Regions from separate parts of the Mus musculus genome. Here region 1 is linked to region 2. Evidence: chromatin contacts called from public promoter capture Hi-C data. All regions are on one chromosome and are shown on one strand. The core of a region is the stretch at or near the end of the contact, and the rest is flanking DNA. Distances in the headings are between cores, read along the strand shown.

Evidence for each region. Promoter capture Hi-C pulls out the DNA fragments that hold promoters and counts their contacts.
Region 1: a promoter capture Hi-C map of epiblast stem cells shows a contact between it and region 2, with 2.6 times the contacts expected there. The contact joins two enhancer-like sites. A contact is called at or near these places in 13 of 39 promoter capture datasets (the C10 cell line, HPC-7-derived erythroid cells, embryonic stem cells and 6 more), 4 of 484 Hi-C or Micro-C datasets (embryonic fibroblasts, embryonic stem cells and myeloid progenitors), 7 of 115 datasets of contacts at active chromatin or transcription factors (acute myeloid leukemia and embryonic stem cells) and 2 of 9 other capture datasets (liver and pancreatic islet).

What each region holds. Positions count from the first base shown.
Region 1 is chr19:42,292,105-42,295,967 of GRCm38.p6, forward strand. All of the region lies in intron 11 of Crtac1 (cartilage acidic protein 1), which reads right to left. All of the region lies in intron 1 of Gm34347 (a long non-coding RNA gene), which reads left to right. Among named protein-coding and RNA genes, the nearest start is that of Mir3085, 14 kb to the left of the region's middle. Within about 2 kb of position 2,342, at least 14 of the 459 cell types and tissues checked have an H3K27ac peak or open chromatin away from gene starts, as enhancers often do. A contact at or near this core is called in epiblast stem cells, where this site is marked.
Region 2 is chr19:42,188,903-42,193,037 of GRCm38.p6, forward strand. Zfyve27 (zinc finger, FYVE domain containing 27) reads left to right here. Exons shown (of 13, transcript NM_177319.3): 11 at 295-341; 12 at 620-701; 13 at 1,481-4,135. The coding sequence ends at 1,545. Among named protein-coding and RNA genes, the nearest start is that of Sfrp5, 11 kb to the right of the region's middle. Within about 2 kb of position 1,794, at least 43 of the 459 cell types and tissues checked have an H3K27ac peak or open chromatin away from gene starts, as enhancers often do. A contact at or near this core is called in epiblast stem cells, where this site is marked.

The DNA of each region.
Region 1 (3,863 bases), core at 1,092-3,591, 100 kb after region 2:
TGGGTACTCACCTCTGTGCTCACCCCCTTTCCCGTCCCCCAGCACCAGCTCACCACATCAGAAAGGAACAGCGGGGAGGGAATTCAGGAGTGAGGACCATCAGGGAACGGGGTTGCTTAGGTTGGGCCAGAACTGTGTGCCCACTGTCTGGAGGGCCTCTTGCAGCGCTCCCCTTCCAGATCCGGGCCCCTGGACACAGCCTCACCCTCTACTCAAGTTCTCAGGCATCCGAAAACCCCAGGGCAGGCATTTCTCACCCCCAACTGCTCAGAACTGGAAACAATCTAGCTGTCCATCAACAGGGGACTTGGTAATAAGTTATGAATGCTGCCACACAGTGCGATACTCTGTGGAGCTGGAGGAAAATAAAAGACGTGCACAGTGGTGGAGGGACAGCCAGGCTTTCACTGTTCAGGGCAGTAAAAAAAGCAAGCTTGCCATTTTTCATTCTTTAAAAAAACCAAAACAAAACAACAAACCAACCCCAAACCTAAGTAGTATGTATATTTATATACGTGCCCCTGTGTGCATTGCATGGGAGAATGGCTTATTTGAAGCGTGGCCTCATATTTGAAAATTGCTGTTGTCCCTTCTCCCGCCTGCTCCTAACTTCCTTTTCTGCTTGGCATTTTCTTTCTTTGTAGCACTTAATGCAATCTTAACATGGTCTATTTCACCTACTTATTCTGTTCACCATGTATTCCGTGCTTTTCATCTCTCACTAGCATACAGGGATTTTCAAGGCAAGGGTCTCGATGTAGTTCCTGCTGGGCACCTAGTAGGTGTTCAGTGCACACGAACGGAATGAACGGATCAAATGGGGCTGGGGTGAAGGAGATGTTTGTGTTTTTTACTTAATATTCTAAGCACTGTGATGAGGTTGTGGGTGATTTTTACTTCTTTTTATGATTTGTTGTATTGTCTCATTTCCCTATAATCAATACACATTGTTCTCACAATCAAGAGAAAAATTTTAAGAGGCCTCTGAGAACGAGTGTTGTGGGGGATGCTGCCCCTGCACAGTGACTCTCACCACAGTGCTGCCTTGGCGTTCCTGGATATGACAGGACACCCACTGTCTACCACAGCCTTTCCAAGCCTCCCCTGGAGACCCCAGGGAGGGAGCTTGGCCCAGCTCCCACTTTCCAGACTCTGCTCCTATCGCCCCAACTGAATATTCCCACCACTGGGCCTGGGCTCAAGCTAGCCTGGCCTCTGGGACGCTCTCAGCCCTGCCCCTGCCTTCTTAGTTCCTACCATCTTGCTAGCCACCCCCTCCCCCATCCAGTCTTCTCCTTGGCAAAGCTGTCCAGAGCAGGGCTGATTTGACTCACAAAACTCCCACACTCTCAAACTCCAAGTCAGCACCGGGTGCATCGGAGTTAGCTTTGCATGACAGCCTTACATGAGATTTCCAGGGTTTACCCAGCAGACTGGAGCGTTTCTTCCGGCCTCTCTTCCCCATGTCTCTGCCTCTCTTTCTTTCTGCTTCTGCCCTATTCTCTTCTCTTGTTCCTTTTCCTCTACCACTACCACTACCTGGTTCCCCCACCGTCTCTCTCCCTGCCTGCTCTGCCCTACTGCTGCCTTTCCCATCATTCAGCAAGGACAACTCTATGCTTGGCCCATAAAGAACCTGTTGGAATCCTAAGGGGCCCTGAAAGGCAGGGATGGAGCTGGCCTGTCTCACTCACTGTTCAGGCTTCTGTAATGATCCCGGAGGCTGCTCTAATGCCTGAGACCCATCTTAGGCAACTAACAAGGGTCTGTTCCAAAGAGTAGGCCTCCTTTTAGGGTCCTGCTGGGAATGGAGCCCTACAAAGGAGGAGCCTGGTAGGGGTAGGGTGTGGGACCCTTGCGGCAGTTTGGTTTAAACCAACAGCAAATCCCTTCTTTGCACAGTCATGAGGGCTGGCATCAGGAGGGGCCCCTAGTCAGATGTAGTTTATGTAGCCTGGGTGGTAGATGACTCCTGAGCACCCTGGATCTCACCAAATGATCCTGTGAGCTGTCCAGTCAAGGAAGCAGGCTCCAATGGTGATGACAGATTCTAGACAGAGAAAGGACCCAGGGAGGTCTCTAATACACATCTCAAAATACCAAAGACTGTCTATAGGATGTGAGGTCAGACAGTCTCAGCTCAGGCCCTGTCTCTCTGCTGGTTTACTCTGGGAGCCTCGATTTCTTTTTCTGTCCAGTGGAGCAGGGCTGACATCTAGCTTGATAAACATCCCACCTTGAGACAACAGCCACCTTGATGCTTGAATGGCCTTCTGGGATACCCAAAGGCTGAGGAGATATACATGTCGGGAAGAAAGGGGCGGAGAAGACACAGGAGGCGGAGCCACAGAGCTCACAACTCAGTGTCTAAGGAGGAGTCCAAAGCCAGCCTTTTCCTATCCTCAGCAGCTGTGAACTGGGTCAGTGCATTTAGCATTAACCTCAGATTTCTGCTCTGTAAAGTAACGGACTATGGCTCATAATTCGTCAAATTCCCAAGAGAGTTGATGAAAAATTTAGGCAAAGCCCTGCACATGCGAAACACTCCGTAGGTGTCAGCTACTGCTAGTTTGCAAGAGGGAGGACTCCATGTCTAAAAATCAGCTTGTACCTTTAGGGCCAGCACAGCAAATGGCTGCCTTAGGAGTGACAGATGCCCCAGGCTCAGGCTAACCCATCCAAGCGCGATAGCCCAGGGACATGCTCATATAACCAGGCCCTGGGTCCCCTAAATATTTATTGCTTCTTTCCCAGACTACATAAATATTATGTGTTCTCAATAAAAACCAGAATGCACACACATATACTAGAACATATGGTAGAAAATACAAATTCAGGCAGGCTAGGGTTTGAATCCCAGCTCTGTCATTTGAGAATCACCAGCTCCTGGTCAGTCTTCCTCTAACATTAGGATCCATGTTTTCCTCATTTGCAAGATGGAGATAATGACCAACAGGGGTACTCAGGAGAACTGAGTGCCCTCCACTGTGCCCAGAACAGGTGCCAGTCCCTGTAGTGATCTAGCCACACAGACCGAAGCAATTGCTTATGCTCTCTGCATTTCCTTTCTGTGCACATACGATGCGTGCCTAACGTTAATGCTGGTATATACGTATCGATTAGAGAACATGTTGTCTAATCTTTTTATATTAAGATCATATCACTTCACAAGGTGCTAACACATGGGAAAGCATCTGGTTAGCACCTGGGAATCTTTGACTCAAATGCTTTAACTCTTGGCTCACCCCTTCCCCAGTACCCCTCCGTCTTTGGCCCATTAATTGTAATCCCTGTAGCTTCCCTGTGGAATTTTCACATCTTCCTCTAACCTCCAGGCTTTTAAAAAAATGGTTTATTTTGAAATAGCTGGAGACACAGCAGGTAGTTAAGATTGGCCAGAGGGGGTTTGTATAGAGTTGCCCCCGTGGCTATGGCTTGCTTTATGATTGTATCACATGGAAATCAGGGCTTTGCCACGGGAACAGGTGTGTGGACAGTTCTGGCATGATGGCACCTTAGATTCATATAGCCACTGCCAGTGAGACACCCATCACTGCAGAGATGCAGAGATGGGCATCCACCCGGCAGCATCTCTTTATCGGGAGCTTACTACGACCTCGACATTTTGGGAAGGTGACTTTGGAGATAAGACCCCTTTACTCAGCAAACAGCTCTTACAGCTGAGCTGCATTAGTGTACCACAGCAAGCTGAACCACGAGCCAGTAACCAGCAACCAAAGGATGCCTGCATTGTTTCTGTTTCTGTTTTGTCTTTTGACACAGGGCTCCTCTGTGTAGCCCTGGCTGGTCTGGAACTTGATCTGTAAACCAGGCTGGCCTAGGACTCAGATCCACCTGCCTCT
Region 2 (4,135 bases), core at 544-3,043:
AGATTTCAGGGGGGAGATTCTCTGGTTGTTCTTTGATAATCTGCCAAGCTTGTGAGTGTGTGTGGCACTTGGTGTTGGGAGCGTGCAAGGACTCAAGCTGTGTGTAGCTTGGTGAAAGCTGCTCTGAGGAGCTGGCACCTTTACTTATTTTAAATACACATATTGCTCTCTGCACCCAGCTAAGATGCTGGGCTGTGCCTGGCTGGGTCCTGAGTGGCCCAGTTAGAGTCAGGAACAATTTGGGTTGAGCGGCCTGGGTTGGATCGTAGCTCAGCTGCTGCCTTTGTCTCTCAGGGAATTGTGCAGGCTGTGCCGCTACGTTCTCCGTGCTGAAGAAGAGGGTGAGTCTGCTGCTGTTTGCCGGGGCAGTGTGCTGTGACTGGGGCTGATGCACGACTTGAGGAGAGTCAGCAATGGAGTCTAAGCCCTCATTCGAGTCATAGGACCAGTGCCCTCTGTTTGCTAAGGCCCACACCCTTATCAGCCTTCTGTTGGCTGTTTTGTCCTGTCTCATCCCACCCACTGAGGCCCCTCTTCTGTTGTATAAAATTGGAGGGAGCACTGGGGTGTCAGGTGCCTGAGGGTGGGCTCCATCTGACACTGTTGTTCCCGTCTACAGCGGAGCTGCAGCAACTGTGGGAACAGCTTCTGCTCGCGGTGTTGCTCCTTCAAGGTGCCCAGGTCCTCTATGGGAGCCACAGGTGAGCGAGGAGGCCAGAGAGGCGGCCTGTGGGAAGGACTGAGGCTGCCCTGCATAGAGCAAGACAGCTCCCGAGACTCCTCTTTCCTCCCAGAGGAGACCACCTGGTTGAATCTTATTTCATTACCCCAGGTCCACTTTTAACAGAATCAAAGGAATTTCTCTTCCTTTCCTAAATGCTGTGTATGTTTGTTGTAAATGAAACCTGTAGATGAGCAAAAGGAAGTCCTCCCCTGCCCCTGTGTTCCTGACAGGCAGAAGGGAGCATGGATGTGCACATGTAGGAAGCATGAGCGTGCACATACAGGAGCGTGGATGTGTATTTGTGCTCTTGACAACTGCGGTGATATCTTACTTCCTGCCCTGTGATGTGCTGCAGTGTGGGGCAAGGCTTTTTGCCAATCTTACAAGTAGCACATGCTTGTTAACTATAAAGTTTTGAGGTTATTATAAAGAAGAAAGGAAGAGAAAAATGATCCTGTAATCTTACCACCCAGAGATTTTTTAACCACTGTTAAAACGTTTAGGGAAAATTTCCTCTGGTATTTTATTTTGTTGATGCCAGAAGAATTTCCAATGCATAGAACACCTGGGAGAGGCCTGCTGTTGGCGTCAGAGCCACAGTGCCCCAGCGTGTCTGAGGGAGGGAGCTGGGTCAGGGAGGGTGTGGGCCGGGCCGTGGGTGGTCTGTCTCAGGACTGGGGAGGCTAATTCAGTACTTGGCACCTTGAGCCTAAAGGGTACAAAGAACTGTCTCACTGAGTTTTTCTTTCTTTCCAGCTCCTGAAGCCCAGAGAGAGACTGTGTGTGTGTGCGCCTCCTGCAATCAGACCCTGAGCAAATGAGAAGAGAAGCCAGGCTCCAACTGTCCTGGGGCCAGCAGTGACCCTACTGTCCCAACTCTGGGCCTCTGAGGCCTGTGCTGGGCAAACGTAGCCTGACAGCTAGGTCCTTCCTGCCCTTCCCCTGCTGCCTCCAGCTGGGCTGGTGATGCTCTAAGGCCCAGGGGGAGAGGAGCCCCTGGGGTCCCGGCTCTTGGTTCTGCTCTATCCTATACCCTGTTAACTCAGGGCTAGCGAGGGAGTGTCCACCAGAGGGCAGAATTGAGCACAGCCTGCTCTCATCTGGGCTCTGGTCGTCAAGGTCAGGCTGGCTAGACCTTAGGATCCAAGAGACTTGAGGTTGGAAAAGAGGTTCTTCCCTGTTGGGTACTTGTCAGTCTCTCAGCCCCAGAGAGCCTGCGAGGGGACTTAGAGCTCCATGGCCTGCCTTTGCCTTTTGAATAGCCTCAGGACTGGCGTTCCCAGGTGTCCCAAGGAGAGGGAAGGTGAGGGTGCTGCTCAAGTCCTTCAGTGTCAAGTGGATGGCAGGATGGGGAAGCTCTGCTTACAGAATCTTAACTCCCATGGTTCTCTGGTGTCCTCAGCCCTGCTGGGGTGGCTACAGGACCCTCACATCACTCTTCCATCCTGCTCTGAGTCTAGGGCACCCCACCTTTCTCCCACTGCCACATATCTCTAGCCCTTATCTCATGGAACATGCGGCCAGGTGAGTGGAGCAGAGAGACTGCAAGCCTTTGAGGTCCAGGGACGTGTAGGACTGCCCGGATTTCAGGGCTGTTCCTGGAGTAGAGATAGCATTGTAGGATAGGGTCAGTCACATGGCCAGTTTTATGTTCCCTCTGACCTGCCAAGGGTGCTGTGCCTCTTCTTAAGCCATGAGCTGGCTCAGGCCCCTTCCCCTGGAGCTTTTTCAGAGTATTTATTTATTTATTTCATGGTTCCTGAGAGCACGCAGCACAGGGTAGGATGAAGAAGACAAGGGGCTTCTGCCTGAGACCCTTCTGCAGTCATGGACTGCCCTTGGAGCTGATCTTCAGGAACTGTTTCTGCTGCCCAGTCATGGGTGTGGTGCCCACACCTGAACCATTTGAGGTCCTCCTTGCTGATAGGCCACACACACACAGCAGTAGAGCACTGAGGGTTTGGCAGTGGGGACCAAGCAGGTGAGGTGTACTCCTTTGTCCTGGTGAGAGATGCTCACCTCTGCGTATTTATACTGTAGAGCAGTAGACAGGAACGCTGTGGAGAATTGTCAATAAAAGGCCCCATGCTTATGGTTTTGTCAGGTCTCCTAGTGCTGTTCAGGTCTTTCATGTTGCCCAGGGTGGGCTGTAGGTGGGCTTTGCACACCTCCTGTGGCAATTCGTGAGCCAGCCAGGCCCAGTGGAAAGCTGTGCCTTATCAACAGGAGGGGTGGGCTTTATCTTGTGACCAGACCCACGGTCTTGGATTGAGGTTGGGACCAGAACTTAACTATAAATAATGCAGGCTTCAGAATGGAAAGGTTTTAGCTAATCCTCTGGGAAAGACAGAAAGGCCAGCGCTGCAGGAGGCTGAGAGCTGGTAAGCAGGTTTCTGGTGGGGTGAGGTGCAAGTTGGCCCTGTGATCAGGCTAGGCTGGAGCTGGGCACTGCACACATTATGTTAGCGCTGGCACCAAGCTCATGAGGTAGGCTCTGTTTTCCACATGGTAAGGCCGGCAGTGCACAGCAGCAGCACTGTGAGCCAGCTCTGAGCTCAGCCCCACCTACCAAGGACCCATGTGCTATCATCCTGTAGCCTTTAGAAAGAATGCACATCTGTCCTGTGTCCTTATAGCAAAAGCCACTGCTGCCTCCTCTTCCTCCTCTCCCTCCTCTTCTTCCACCACCTCCTTCAACAAAGAATGATTTTAACTTTTTTTTTTTTTTTTTTTTTTTAAGGTATCAGGCCATCTTATTGAAAGGTGACTGTGTAGCCGGGCGTGGTAGCGCATGCCTTTAATCCCAGGATTTGGGAGGCAGAGGCAGGCGGATTTCTGAGTTCAAGGTCAGCCTGGTCTACAAAGTGAGTTCCAGGACAGCCAGGGCTACAGAGAAACCCTGTCTTGAAAAACCGAAAAACAAAACAAAGCAAAAGGTGACTGTCACTGCTGAAAAAGGCTGGCTGTAGTCACAGATGTGAGACAGGGGGCTTGCCTTTTTTGTTTCCTGGAGGTCCCTGTGAGAACAGGTGGGGAGGCTGTCTTCAGATGCAGGTTCCTCTTAAGAGAGCAGAGCTAACAGGGTTCAGCAAGGTTGGTGATGGTGTCACCATGGAGCCTGTGGTACAGAGATCTCAATGTGGAATGATAGACAGCTTGCACGTTGTAGAATTGGATGTCTGTGTCAAAATACACCTTCCAATTTGCTGGTACCCAGGAACAGAGACAGAGAGCCAGGTTGTGTTAGAGTCCTGGCATGTGGCAGGGCAGGTTTGGAACTCTGGCATCTAGCCTGACTTGGGCTCAGGTCTGTTGAGTCTTTTGTGGTCTAGTATGTGGATGTCTTCAGAAGGTCTTGGCAGACCTGGAATAGGTGATGATTTTGGGGTGTTTTCTGTAGCCCCTGGGGCT